Linked DNA regions of Zea mays: all the other regions are linked to region 1. The links are chromatin contacts, called in public Hi-C maps. All regions are on one chromosome and are shown on one strand. Each heading gives the region's core, a stretch centred on a gene start, on an enhancer-like site or on the middle of the called end of the contact. The rest is flanking DNA. Distances are from core to core; before and after follow the strand shown.

Region 1 (4,224 bases), core at 1,462-3,961:
CAAAACAAATTATTAGAGAAAAGCAGTACCCCAAGCAACCAGTGCTGGTTTCACTATTACACTTACACTGACACTGCAGTTCCATTAGCTGTCCCAAAAAACGCACCCAGTAAAGTACCGATGCCCTGCAGAATTCCAAACGATGAGACCAAGTTATGGCCATGGAAAAAGTAACAAAATGATGTCTTTGGCTGACGAAAAATCAACAAGTCAGTTACCTGCCAACCAATGCCACGACCAAGAACTGAAGGAGGTATCATAGTCGCGCTTGCATATCTTGACACAGCAATGAAGGCCCCAGATGACTGAAAGGGTAGCAAACTGCTTATTAGAACACTATTAATTATGGCACACTCATTTTTTCAGTTTTGGGTAAAGCTGCGCAAGCAAACCTCAACAAGAGCAACAAATGCGGCCACCATCATTGCAAATGATTCACCAGCATCAAATGTTGGGGCCCCCCATTGGAAAGGATATGGGACACTAATCCTACAAAAACATAATTATTGTCGGTACACAAAAATGTTACAGCCACAGCCAAGAACTGATGGAGGTACCTCTATTCTGTAAGAAATTATACAAAAGACAAGGATCAAAAGCAAGAGGCAATGCGATTGCAACGAACTCCTTACCAAGGAGCTCCACCAACAAGCCCAGAGCGGTCAACACGGCAATGGAGTTGTGTCTTTGTTCGGGCACTCTTGTAGGCACCGCTAACCGTGAGAATGTACGCATACAGCCATACAATCGCAATTGTGAAAATCACAGAAAACCGGTCGAACACAGGCTTTGCCGCATGGACAGCATGAGGTAAGTACTGCGCACAAGACAGATACATTAGCACATGAGTTCAGATGTACTCCTATGTATGATACAATGTACTCTATACTATACCTGAGAAAATATGAGCATTAGGATGATTTCCGGAAGCCCAATTTCCACACACTTAGCAACCTGAAGCCAAACGAATCTTAGAGTCAGTAGGAACAGGAACAATTAAAAAAAGAAAGAAACAATGTGGCAGATACTGAATCAGTAGCATGATGATAATGCATACCCCTGGAAAACCTAGCTCATATAGCCCAAATCCAGCTAGCGAAACCAAAGGTACAGCAGACAATGGGCTCAGCAATCTGTGGCAGAGGTGAGAACTCTGTAAACGCACAAACTGAAATTCTACAAGGGTACCATGTTTAAGCAGAAGGTGAAAGCTAGAGCCAAGATCCCTACTTAACGACATTGCGCCAAAGGCCACTGAAACCAAGCACGATCTGAATTGTCGACGCGATGATGAGAGCGCCTTGTGTTCCTCGCATGGTCCGCAAGAATTTCTGCACACGAGTGAGCAGCGCCTTGTGAACTGTAACCAAGAAACTGGAACAGAGGCCGTGACGATGGAGGTAAGTTACCGGAGAACTCGACTACCTCACGAGGGTCTGCTTCGTTGCTGTAACGGCCGGCCATGATGATGGAAATGGTGGGTGCGACGATGGTGTAGGATCCACCCATCACCGCTGGGAGGCGAGTCCCAAAGAATGACTGGCATAGGGTGTTGATGCCGGCAACGAACAGCAGCGTCTGAATCACCCTGGCCTTCTCCTCCTAGCAGCAGACAGAAAGGAGGTGCACAGCAATAGATAGTTGAGCTTTATTGGCATCACAATTCAGTTCACAGACTAGATGGCTATCAAATCTTGGATTCAGAACACGTAGAGGTGATTGGTTTACTCACGTTTCCTCCTCCCATCTGGGGAACAAGAGCACTTGGTATGATGACGGATGTGCCCAGCATCACAATGTAGTGCTGGAATCCAAGGATGACAGCCTCAGCTGCATGTTCAAGGTCAGGCGACAGGAAACAAGTCAAAAATAACCTAGTACTGTAGAAATCAGGACCACTATCAGTATCAACACAGCGACCATGTGGAAAAACATCAACGTCAGTACACAGAGTAGTTCTACTCCAGCATTGGAATCGAGAGGTCCCAATCCCAGGTGAGGTGAGTGATATTGAAAGAGACGTACGCCAGGGCGGTGGGCTTGTGATGCAGTAGGACACGCTGGGAAGCTGGTCCTTCACCGGGTGCGGCTGCAGCTCCTCCTGCTTCGGCGGCGGCGCCGCCCCTCCTCCGGCCATCCTCCTCTTCGCCTTCCCTTTCCCTTATCCTCCCTCGCAAGAAAGAAAGAAACCAAGCCTTTCACCTCACCGCCGACCCACACCACACCACACCGTCCACTCCACAGCGGCTCCACTCAAAAGCAGAGCAAGAAACCGCAAAGCAGGAACAGGCGGCCAATAAGAACCCTTCCACGAGCAGTCGAGCAGCAGCAGCGCGGTGGGTGAGTGCGGAGAGCAATACGACCGGCGGTTCTTTGCGTGCGAAGGAGGCCAAGAACAAGGCACCTGAACAGGAAAGCAACAACCGCTACAATTCGGTGAAAAAAGGGCAAGGGAATGAATGCCGGGGAGGGATGGTTCCTAGTTTAGTTCGTGCTCTCTTTTCCTCGCTGGGAGCAGGAGGAGCGCGAAGGAATCTGCAGCCCTACACCACACGGAAAGGAGCGTCGGCGGCCACTCTGTCGCCATGGCCTTCATCCTCTTTTACCATCGCTGCTTTGTGCTTTCCAGCAGCAATGGGATTGGAGTCAGGCTTTTGCGTTGCCAGTTGCCACCCCCCACCGGAACGGAGGGAGGAAAACACGCTCCGCGCTTCCCAAGGCCAACAAAATCTTTTGCACCGGAAAGGCGACGGCACAGGCCAGCCAGACAGCCCAGAGGGAAAGAGATTGTGGTGTGAACTGTGAAGAAAAACGGTGGACGTGAAACAAAAAACAAAACCCCTCCCTCTCTACTTTATCTCTCTGGGTGTATCTTCACTAGGGTGCTAAGGGCATGTACAGTGGTGTTTAATGTGGATGCTCTTAAGGTGTTTAAGGGGTTATTTGCAAAAAAATCTTAGAGCCGTCTCTCCGCGAAGAGACGCATCTGGCTCGTAAACCAAGTAGCAACAGACGCCTCACTTCCCACTGTACGAATTTGTCGTCTGTTCTATCGATCTGATGCTATACAAATACATTTAATTCTGTATTTATTAATAGACTACGTTTGTAGACACTCCATTGTACAATACAGTCTCTTAGTTGTCTCCTGTGCTTAGAGAACCGTTTTGGTGTCTCTCCACTGTACATGCCCTAATAAGCTTTAAACTTCACATTTAATGACTAGATAGAATTAAGACCAGACTTTATTTCCATTTATTTTTAAACTAAAATTTATTAAAGACTTAAATAAACCATGAAGAAACATTTGTTTTCTCCCACACAGAGCCAAGGGAACTTTTCCTACTGTGCTGAGCACAGCTTTTATGCTTTGGTTGGCGCTCTGCCTGCTTTTTGTGTTGCAGATCGAGGAAAAGGAGAGACGGTCTGGAGAGTGTGAACTTGTGCCGGCCGTGGCTTGGCTCGTGCTGCAGCGGGGCAGGGGCAGCGGCAGCGGGCGCATGTGACGCGCCATGGGCACGGCACAGCCAAATATGGTCGTGCGAGGTCGTGCCGCCGCCAAAAAAAACAACCGTTGCGGCGTTGCCTGCACGGTAGGACGCTAAGTGTGACGATTGCTAGAGGTTATAGCAAGGCGTGTTTGGGCCTACAACAACCTTAAATCAAAACAGTATAATATCCGTGCAACTAAATCAAACCAGTACATGGGCAATGACACCCCAATCATATTTGATGATAACAGTTATATGACACGTGACAAACCAATATAGCGGCTGTTTGTTTCAGCTTCTGGGCGGCTTCTGGTCGCCAGAAGCTGAAGCTGTATCCAAACGGCCAGCTTCAGAGGCGGCTTTTCGTCGCAGCGCTTCGCATAGAAGCGACCCGCCTACGGCGCCCTGCGAAGCGGCCTTCAGTTGGCTTCTACGAAACGCTTGGGATACGGCGCTAGGGTTGTCGCGCTCCCAACCAGCCGCCGTCGCTCCCGCTCCTCCCCACACCGTCGCTCCCTCTCCTCCCCACACCGGCGGCTTCTCAGGTACGGGACCTCTCCTCGATCTTCTCCATCCGTGTATTCTCCTCCCCCGCCGCGTCTCGTTCCCGTCGGGTTGTCCCAACCTTTGAGCGTTTGTATTTCCCTAGGATAGCCGCACGAACGCCGCCGTCGCAGCTCCGTCCTCAAGCCTTCTCCCCGTCACGTCGTCGTCGTCTGAGCAGGTAGGCTCG
Region 2 (4,113 bases), core at 1,151-3,650, 170 kb before region 1:
GCTTAGCCCGAGTCCGAGCCCTGGGTCGGGCGGAGCGGAGTTCGCCGTCTTCTGGGTCTTAGCCCGAGTCCGAGCCCTGGGTCGGGCGGAGCGGAGTTCGCCGTCTTCCGGGGCTTAGCCCGAGTCCGAGCCCTGGGTCGGGCGGAGCGGAGTTCGCCGTCTTCCGGGTCTTAGCCCGAGTCCGAGCCCTGGGTCGGGCGGAGCGGAGTTTCCTATGGCGCCTTTGGCAAGGCCTGACTGCCTGTCAGACTCACTCTGTCGAGTGGCACTGCAGTCGGAGTGGCGCAGGCGGCGCTGTCCTTCTGTCAGACCGGTCAGTGGAGCAGCGAAGTGACGGCGGTCACTTCGGCTCTGCCGGGGGGCGCGCGTCAGGATAAAGGTGTCAGGCCACCTTTGCGTTAAATGCTCCTGCGACTCGGTCGGTCGGTGCGGCGATTTAGTCAGGGTTGCTTCTCAGCGAAGGCAAGGCCTCGGGCGAGCCGGAGATATGTCCGCCGTTAAAGGGGAGCCTCGGGCGAGACGGAAATCTCTCGGGGTCGGCTGCCCTTGTCCGAGGCTAGGCTCGGGCGAGGCGTGATCAAGTCGCTCGTATGGACTGATCCCTAACTTAATCGCACCCATCATGCCTCTGTAGCTTTATGCTGATGGGGGTTACCAGCTGAGAATTAGGTGTCTTGAGGGTACCCCTAATTATGGTTCCCGACAAAAGATTAGGTAGATTAGGTATTGGCGGTAGTGCTTCTGTTTCTCTTTCCATCCATGATCTCCACACGTACCAGCCGGAGACAGAGATTTCCTCGGTCGCTAGCTGTTTTTTTCTTCAGCCTGCTGGAGCAGCCGGATATTTCATATTTGCTGAGCCTGCCCCCACACCCCCTGGACACTTGGACAGAGAGAAACGATTCGTTTCCTCCTCCCCTGCTGCCATCGATATTATAAGCTTCATCCTACCATTGTTCTTTGATTCGCTTGCCTCTGCTTCTGCTACTAACAGAGAGCTCTATATTAGTTCTATACACACAGGCAGCGGAAGAGTGGACCTTCGAAATGAGTGTTGTCCACAAGCTTAGATAAATGTAGATAATTACGTTTTTTAGAGAGTATGCACAAGTGGCATGACTGTCCATTTCGTTAAATCCTTGTCAATAAATTACTGGTGATCGGTACGGCTTCTTCTCTGCACTGCAGCCCAAGTGAAGCGACAACACTGACATCTAGTGCTATTGTTCGTGGTTCAATAAATTTGTAATCAAATTCAGAGTTAGATCACAAGCCCACGTATCCGATTTCACAAACCTATTATTTTTGTTTTCATTTTAGATTAAATTGACATCGATGATCGATCACATGAGCAGCCAGCAGCTGAGACGAGATCTCCATAGAATCACCTGTCATACAGCTGAGTCACGGTAACTCACCTCTTGCAAGCCTGTTCTATCCATCGCTACTGTACCATGCCAAGCCATCTCCCTCCCCCACCCAAGTACCCCAATCCAAATGTACAGCACAAACAGCCCAGCTACACTCCTAGCCCAAGCAGGCAGTCCCCTGCTTCTATTCTATACTAGTCCCCCCCTCCTCGAGGTCCAGGTTGCATTGCAGTCGCGTCGCGTCAGCTCGCCGCCTCGGAGATGCTCCGCAGCGACGGCTGCCAGTGCCGCCCTCTGGCTCTACCGCCGGTCCGGTGCTGCCGGTCCGACTTCTCCGGCCGCTTCACTTCCTGGTCGTCGCTGGACCGCCCCTGCCCTTGGCTGCCCGCCGCGGCGGCGTGTCGTCCCGGACCCCGCTGGTCGTCCACCACCACCACCTCGCCGGCCCCGCACCGCCGCATCTTGTCCTCCCTCCTCGCCTGTATCGCCTTCGCCACCTCTGCGCGCACGGCCAGTCGGCCACCATGAGATCGAGGAAGGAAGGAAGGAAACGGAGCCAAGAAACAGATCATCCAATCCAAGAACCAGCCGAGCCGGCGGTATAGAGTACGCACCTTGCGAGGTGATGAGCCGGTAGACCTGCCCCAGAAGCAGCACGTCCCTGGGCTTCAGGAGCTTCACCTTGGTGATCCTGGTGCCGGCGCCGGCGCCGGCGGACACCGCGCCCGCGGAGGGGTCCGGATCCGCGCCCTGCTTGCCGCCGCCCGCCGAGACGCGGAGCACCACGAGCGCCACGTAGTGCCCGGGGTTGCCGCGCATGACCTCCGCTGCGGTGGCCGCCCCGTACAGCCGCTCCACCTTGCCGCCGGGGTGCTGGATCACCACGGCCTCCGCCTCCGCCGCCTGGCAGTTGCCCATCGATCGGCACAGGCACGCGTGGCTCAGCGCCACGAGCCAAGTAGGGACTGATGTGGCTTGCTTGCTGAACTGGCGGCGCCGCTTGCGCTGGGGTTCCGAATTCAGCTCCGGGGAGCACCGGGTGGCCCGGTGGGGGGGCTTATATGGCCCCCGGCCCCAGGGTGTGCTGTGCGCGGAAGGAGACAGGACGGAGCTGAGCCGCGACACAGACCGGGCGATTAGCACGTTGGTTAGTGATTAACTAATCCGCATTTGGACGTCACGTAATTGTTGGCATCTAGGTGATTAGTGGAAGGGGTCAACGTGTTCGGCGGGCTTGTTAGGACGGTCTGCAAAATGGCACCCGGACGTGTAGCACTGACAGGCCTGGCTAGTAGATAGACTTGCCGTTTTGTCCTTTTCACAGGGCCGTGACATGGACATTGGACGCACCACATGTCATGCATTCAGTGGATATTTGATATTAGGTAAAGCAACGTATGATATGCAAATCAATTTTTATACTGTAAACCAATTAACAAAAATTACAAAAAAAAATCTCAAATAAATCACAGATGTATTTCATTACCTATTCTACCATTGTGTAAAATTTCAAGTTCAAATTATTTGTTAAAAGATAAAAAAATAAAATCCTTTGATAAAAAGTGAAAATTATCTCAAATTTTTCTCTTTTTCGAATCTTTTAATATCTGATGAATTTGAATTTAAAATTTTATAGAGTGGTAGAGTGGGCAAAAAAGTACATCTATAATTTTTTAAGAATTTTTTTGACTATTGTTAGTTAGTTTGTATGGTGTTCACACCTCATCCGTTGCCACTAGGTACGACAGTGATTTTTTTTTGCAATTTGATGCCGGATTTTTTTCCATGTTTTTTTATAAAAATTAACTGATTTATATATGATTTCTCTAAAATTTCTATATTCCAAAGGTGCCTTGCTCTCGTCGTGTCATGTCCGTTTTCCTAAAATAAATATGTTGTCCATCTTAAATTTTTTCTAAACAATAATATTCATGATCCTAAATAATAATTATTCTTAAATTCTTTATTTATTAAATATTAAATATATTTATAGTATATCTATTCAATGTTATATTTTTTTGTAATTTTATCTAGAATTTTGATCAAACTCAAAACAACATCTTCCTTGATATTATAGTGTGTCATCCTCTATTTGAATATGAATCCTAGGTGGAGTTTGAACTTTGAAACCTTTACCCACTTGATCAACGATCTATCTCCACAACATCCTAACACTCCTACCGGTATGGGGAGGTCTTCTTTGGATAGCCTTTCTATCGTACATTGTAGTTGGGAGAATTTTTTGGTCGTCTCTGTTCCCTCACTCCACAACCTCTATTTTCATACCCATATCCTCCTCCTCTGTATCACTGCTGATCTTTCATGGATGCTCTTCCACCTCCTAATGATGATCCTGCCATCGACGCTCTTCCTCCTACCACTAAAGCTCATACTACCATCGCTCCTCATCCACCACCATTCACTTATCCATACCCTTATGGATATCCATATGTTGGTCCTCAATATGGATTGTATGGTGCTCCTCCTCTGTTCCCTCTCATATTTAGTGCTCCTCCTACAGACATGACAGTGCCTCCATGTAGTGAAAGTGATGCCACCTCGAACTAGTCTTCTTACTCTGGTGCTCTTCAATTACAACGACGAAGGGACTGAATGAAGACGAATGATTAAAGGTTGCTAAGTACACATATAATTTTTTTTTCAAAATGCATACATTTTAGGTCTCCAAATATTTTTTTAGTTTATAAGTTTTTAGGTCCACACATGGTTGCTGCACTCGGTG
Region 3 (4,181 bases), core at 310-2,809, 160 kb after region 1:
TATACCTACAAGTAAATCATATAGTGAACAAATGAAACCTCATAACACATATAGAATCAGAGAATGTGGCCATGTGTAAGCAGAAGATACCAAAAGCCATAAACAAATACCAGAGTGAACATTGACAGAAGCAATATCTTGCTCAAATGAAAAGGGAGCTAAGCAAAGCTGGCCTTACCTCTCAACCTCATGGACAGGATAACACACTTGCATTGGTTATTTGAGAAACTTGGTATAGCTCACACCATTGCAATGCACTACTCAGGTAATAAGAGCTCAGGCAAATATGTCACTACTCTACACTTCTTATCAACAAAGAAGTTTATATGAAACCAGAAAAAAAAAGATATAGCCGGCATATGAAATTTAAACGGCAGAAAATCATGATACCTTAGCAAGTTTTTGGAACAACCCAGAGCTGAAGCATCTAAGTACATAAAGAAACTGAGCCTAATTAAGCCACGAGCTAAAGCATGTAAATCAATTAGACAATGTAAACAAAACCAGTTCAAATTCAAACATTCAGCATACCACACTCAGTGAGGGAGCAAACGATCTAGAGCTGCAGAATCAAACATGAGCCGGCACCTCTTGTTGTGGGGAGTAATGGCTGGCACGACCACCGCTGTAGCAGAGAAATATCCGGTCATCGTTATCAGGCGAGCGGAGCCCAGTTTCTCTAACTCTAAAGCACTAGCACCACACCTCTAAATGCTAACCAACACACTGCCAAGGTCCATGGTACAAATCCTCTCAATTCTCCTAAACCCACAAAGAGATCCTCAACAGTCAACATCACAGCTCATGGTACACCTTGAAGGTTCAAACTTGAGAAATAACACCAGATACAAAATAGTGGGTGAAGCATAAATTCAACATCATCAACTAACTAATACCAAGTCGCGGTGTCGCATAGGTTAACAGAGTTGGAGATCAGGGACCCACCGGGATGGGGGATCGCAGCGCCCTGCTGCGGCATGTATACTCCCGGCTGGGGCGGCCCGTACATGGCCGGCAGCCGCACGGCGCCCGGAGGCATAACGACGGGGACGCCCGGCGGCTGCATCGGGTAGCCCGGGTTCGCCGGCACCGCGACGTACTGCGGGACCTGGTACGGCGGCGGTGGCGCTGGGGCACCGAGTGGACGGAAGGTAGCAGCGAAGGAGATCGGAGCTGGGGGCATCGGTGGCGCGACTGCCGCCGGAGGCGTGGAAGCGGGGGCGGGGGCAGGGGCAGGGGCAGGGGCAGGGGGTAGGTTAGGGTTTGGGCTAGGCGCCGCGGGGCCCGGCGTCAAGGGGGTTGGTGGGGTGGAGGTGGCGGCGGGAGGCGGGGTGAGCGTGGCGGAAGGAGCGGCGGCTGGGGGAGTAGCCGGCTGCGGGTCCAGGTTGTCGGGCGGAGGCACGACGGCCGCCATGGTGGTAGGGAGGGTGCTAGCCCAGCCGCCGAGTAGACGATGGTTGGTTTGGCCGTTTGGGTTCGATTTCGATCTCGGGCATGAAGACCGGTGGCGGTTGGGTGATGAAGGCCCGTTTGTTTTAACTTTTTTTTCAGCTTCTGGCCGCCACAAATTTTACAGACCATTAAGGCCCTGTTTGGGAGAGCTTCACTTCAAGAATTTTAATTTTGTTCGAACTTCTTCAACCCAAACAGGTCCAGCTCCACGAGCTTTAGTTTTAAAAAAAATCGAAACTAGAGGCCCGTTTCATGAAATTCATGAAGCTCCTTAGAGGGTGCTTCAAAAACACTGTTTTTATATCTCCTCATGAAGCTGTACGAAAATTACCCACCATGCCACTGGTTACGCAACATACAATTTCCGTTCTCTCTGGCGACAACCCACTAATCATCAAGGGTAATCAAGGAAACCCACACAAATCAATTGTACTATAGAAGTTGGAGTCCATATACAAACCAAACGCTCCTGGAACTCACCTTAACAATTTGCTGGAGCTGTTTTATAGTGAAACTGGAAAACCAAAACTGAAGTTTTTGAAGTGAAGCTCTCCCAAACAGGGCCTAAACATTAGATTTTCAGTCTAGTTTCTACGAGAATCGTTTTAGTCAAAACCATCTAAAATCAACATAAACATAAAATCGGCCAAGTCGTTACAATAGTATGAAACTGTCACTTCTATCTATATCCTAGTTATTGACTTTTTTATCGTTGTCCGCACGTAATCTAAAAGATAGTTAAATTCTATCTACAGTCTCTGAAAAAAACTGACTCAAACATGCCAAAGTTTAGCTGGTGAACACATTGAGGGGAGACCGAATTACGCATAGAAGATGTCACGCAATTCATCGGCTAAAAATATTGTAGCGTATACTAATTATTATGTTATAGATAATAAATTAATAAAAAATCACCATATAATTCTCGTATATTAATTAACTCCAACCGTAGATTAAATTAATTTATCTCTACGATGAGCGGCTAAATTAAAAACTTTGATTATATCATAAGCGCGGATCATAGCTGTCAATTCTATATTAATATAGATGATAAGAAACTTCACATAAAATAATATCCAATTTAATTTTGAAGATGCATTTTGTAGCTAAAAGACTCTCTTAGTGATTGCAATTGAGGCTCGAAAGTGATCATTAATCTTAATAATCCGTAAACCATTTGATACATAGAACTTTTATACAATTTAGCAAGGCTTTTATTAAATTAGAAGTGATCCTAATATATTTGGCTCTAGATGAGCATCAAATTCGTCGCGCACACAATTTAATGCTTCAAAAAATACGATGATTTTTTCGGTGACAACTTTGGATTAAAATTCATCGATTTTATTATTACCGACGGATTTAATGCTTCAAAAAAATACGACGATTTTTTCCTTGATAGAGAAATTTATTTTGACCAAAGAAAATTCCATGATTCATATTATCTCTCTCTATATATAACGCATTACACGAGGGTTAGGGGAGGCCAAGGCCCCTACCCAGTTGCTTAGACCGTGCTCAGTAGTTTACACATATAATTAGCCAAAACATTGTTTTGCATTATAGATTATACTATTTGCAGAGTGGAGTTTGAATATGGAGATTGAGATATGTTCATGTGTAAACTACTGGAGATAGTCTCACGGCTCGAGAGGCCTCTGGATGCATCGTTGAGCCTGACTGAGGCTAGAGCTATACATTTGGACTGAGCCTAGTGGACTAACCCGAATTTAAAAAAAAGTATGTCCTAAACACGGATCGTGTCAAAATAATTTCAGGTCGGATCGACTCGGCCTGATGCATCAGGGTCAAGGTCACAACCCGCATACGAGCATGATCATGACTCGTTTACGTAGGCACAAAATAGTCCATTTACAGGTACGAAAAGGCCTATATTCATTTGGCCAACCCCTCCTAATCATGTAAAGCACTTGCTCTAATTTAGCCAGTCTCATGTCTAATTATGGAGATAAGGTGTCAGCCACCCATTGGTTTCGTTAGGGGGGCATTTGGGTTACTCAAAAATTTCGAGTCGAGTAATTCGGATACCCAAAGTATACCCGAAATAAGTGAGTACCTAAAAATTCGGGTTCGAGTTTGGGCAATCCTGATTTACCTGATCAGAGTTCTAGTGCAATATATCTCTAGCTTTAGCACAATATGAGGGTAGTAAATAATTAAGTTTGAAAGTCGCCTAAACGAGGTGAATAGGCAAAACCTGAATTTTACAAACTTAAACACAAACTTCAACCCTAGGTTATAGTTAGAACGAGTATAAGATCAATCGGTGTAAGGGAGAGGTGTTCTTCTTGCTAGAGTTGTTCAATCGATTATGGAATTACTATGGGAGCCAACTCAAATTGATGTGAAATCAATCACAAGCAAGGGAACAAGAGAGAGGAGAGAGGAAGAAGCAAATCGCAAGTAAATGATAAAGCACAAAGAACACTGTGATTTGTTTCCCGAGGTCCTTATCAGGAGTGCTGCTTGAAGATAGAGCTAGCAAAATTTTGAGCAAGCAAGGAGTGTTATTCTGTCCGAGTGCTGTCAAGAAGTTGTAAACAATTGCAGCCCTGTTGTAACCATCTCCTACATAGTGCAAGACTTGGTTTCTCACCTAGTGACAAACTTAAGCAAATGGAGGAAGGAGTTCAAATAGACTCTAAGCCAGGTTGGCTAACTCCAACATGGATGTAGGCAAGCATTTTTGTAACACCCTAAATTTGGGG

What was found. Hi-C and Micro-C count contacts between places; a contact is called where the count stands out from the background.
Region 2: a contact with region 1 is called in a Hi-C map of ear, with 2.3 times the contacts expected there. The contact joins the promoter of LOC100278604 here to the promoter of LOC100273531 in region 1. A contact is called at or near these places in 3 of 25 Hi-C or Micro-C datasets (ear, leaf and tassel).
Region 3: a contact with region 1 is called in a Hi-C map of endosperm, with 2.7 times the contacts expected there. The contact joins the promoter of LOC103643327 here to the promoter of LOC100273531 in region 1. A contact is called at or near these places in 5 of 25 Hi-C or Micro-C datasets (bundle sheath, ear, endosperm and 2 more).

Annotation. Positions count from the first base shown.
Region 1 is chr1:223,950,782-223,955,005 of Zm-B73-REFERENCE-NAM-5.0, reverse strand. It overlaps LOC100273531, which reads right to left and starts at 2,711. Exons shown (of 14, transcript NM_001147949.1): 1 at 2,026-2,711; 2 at 1,733-1,830; 3 at 1,426-1,602; 4 at 1,231-1,331; 5 at 1,058-1,133; 6 at 895-954; 7 at 633-817; 8 at 393-489; 9 at 219-305; 10 at 67-125. The coding sequence starts at 2,137.
Region 2 is chr1:224,120,419-224,124,531 of Zm-B73-REFERENCE-NAM-5.0, reverse strand. It overlaps LOC100278604, which reads right to left and starts at 2,400. Exons shown (of 2, transcript NM_001372457.1): 1 at 1,985-2,400; 2 at 1,282-1,869. The coding sequence starts at 2,288. The coding sequence ends at 1,613.
Region 3 is chr1:223,787,528-223,791,708 of Zm-B73-REFERENCE-NAM-5.0, reverse strand. LOC103643327 (RNA-binding protein 25) reads right to left here and starts at 1,559. Exons shown (of 7, transcript XM_008666479.4): 1 at 946-1,559. The coding sequence starts at 1,414.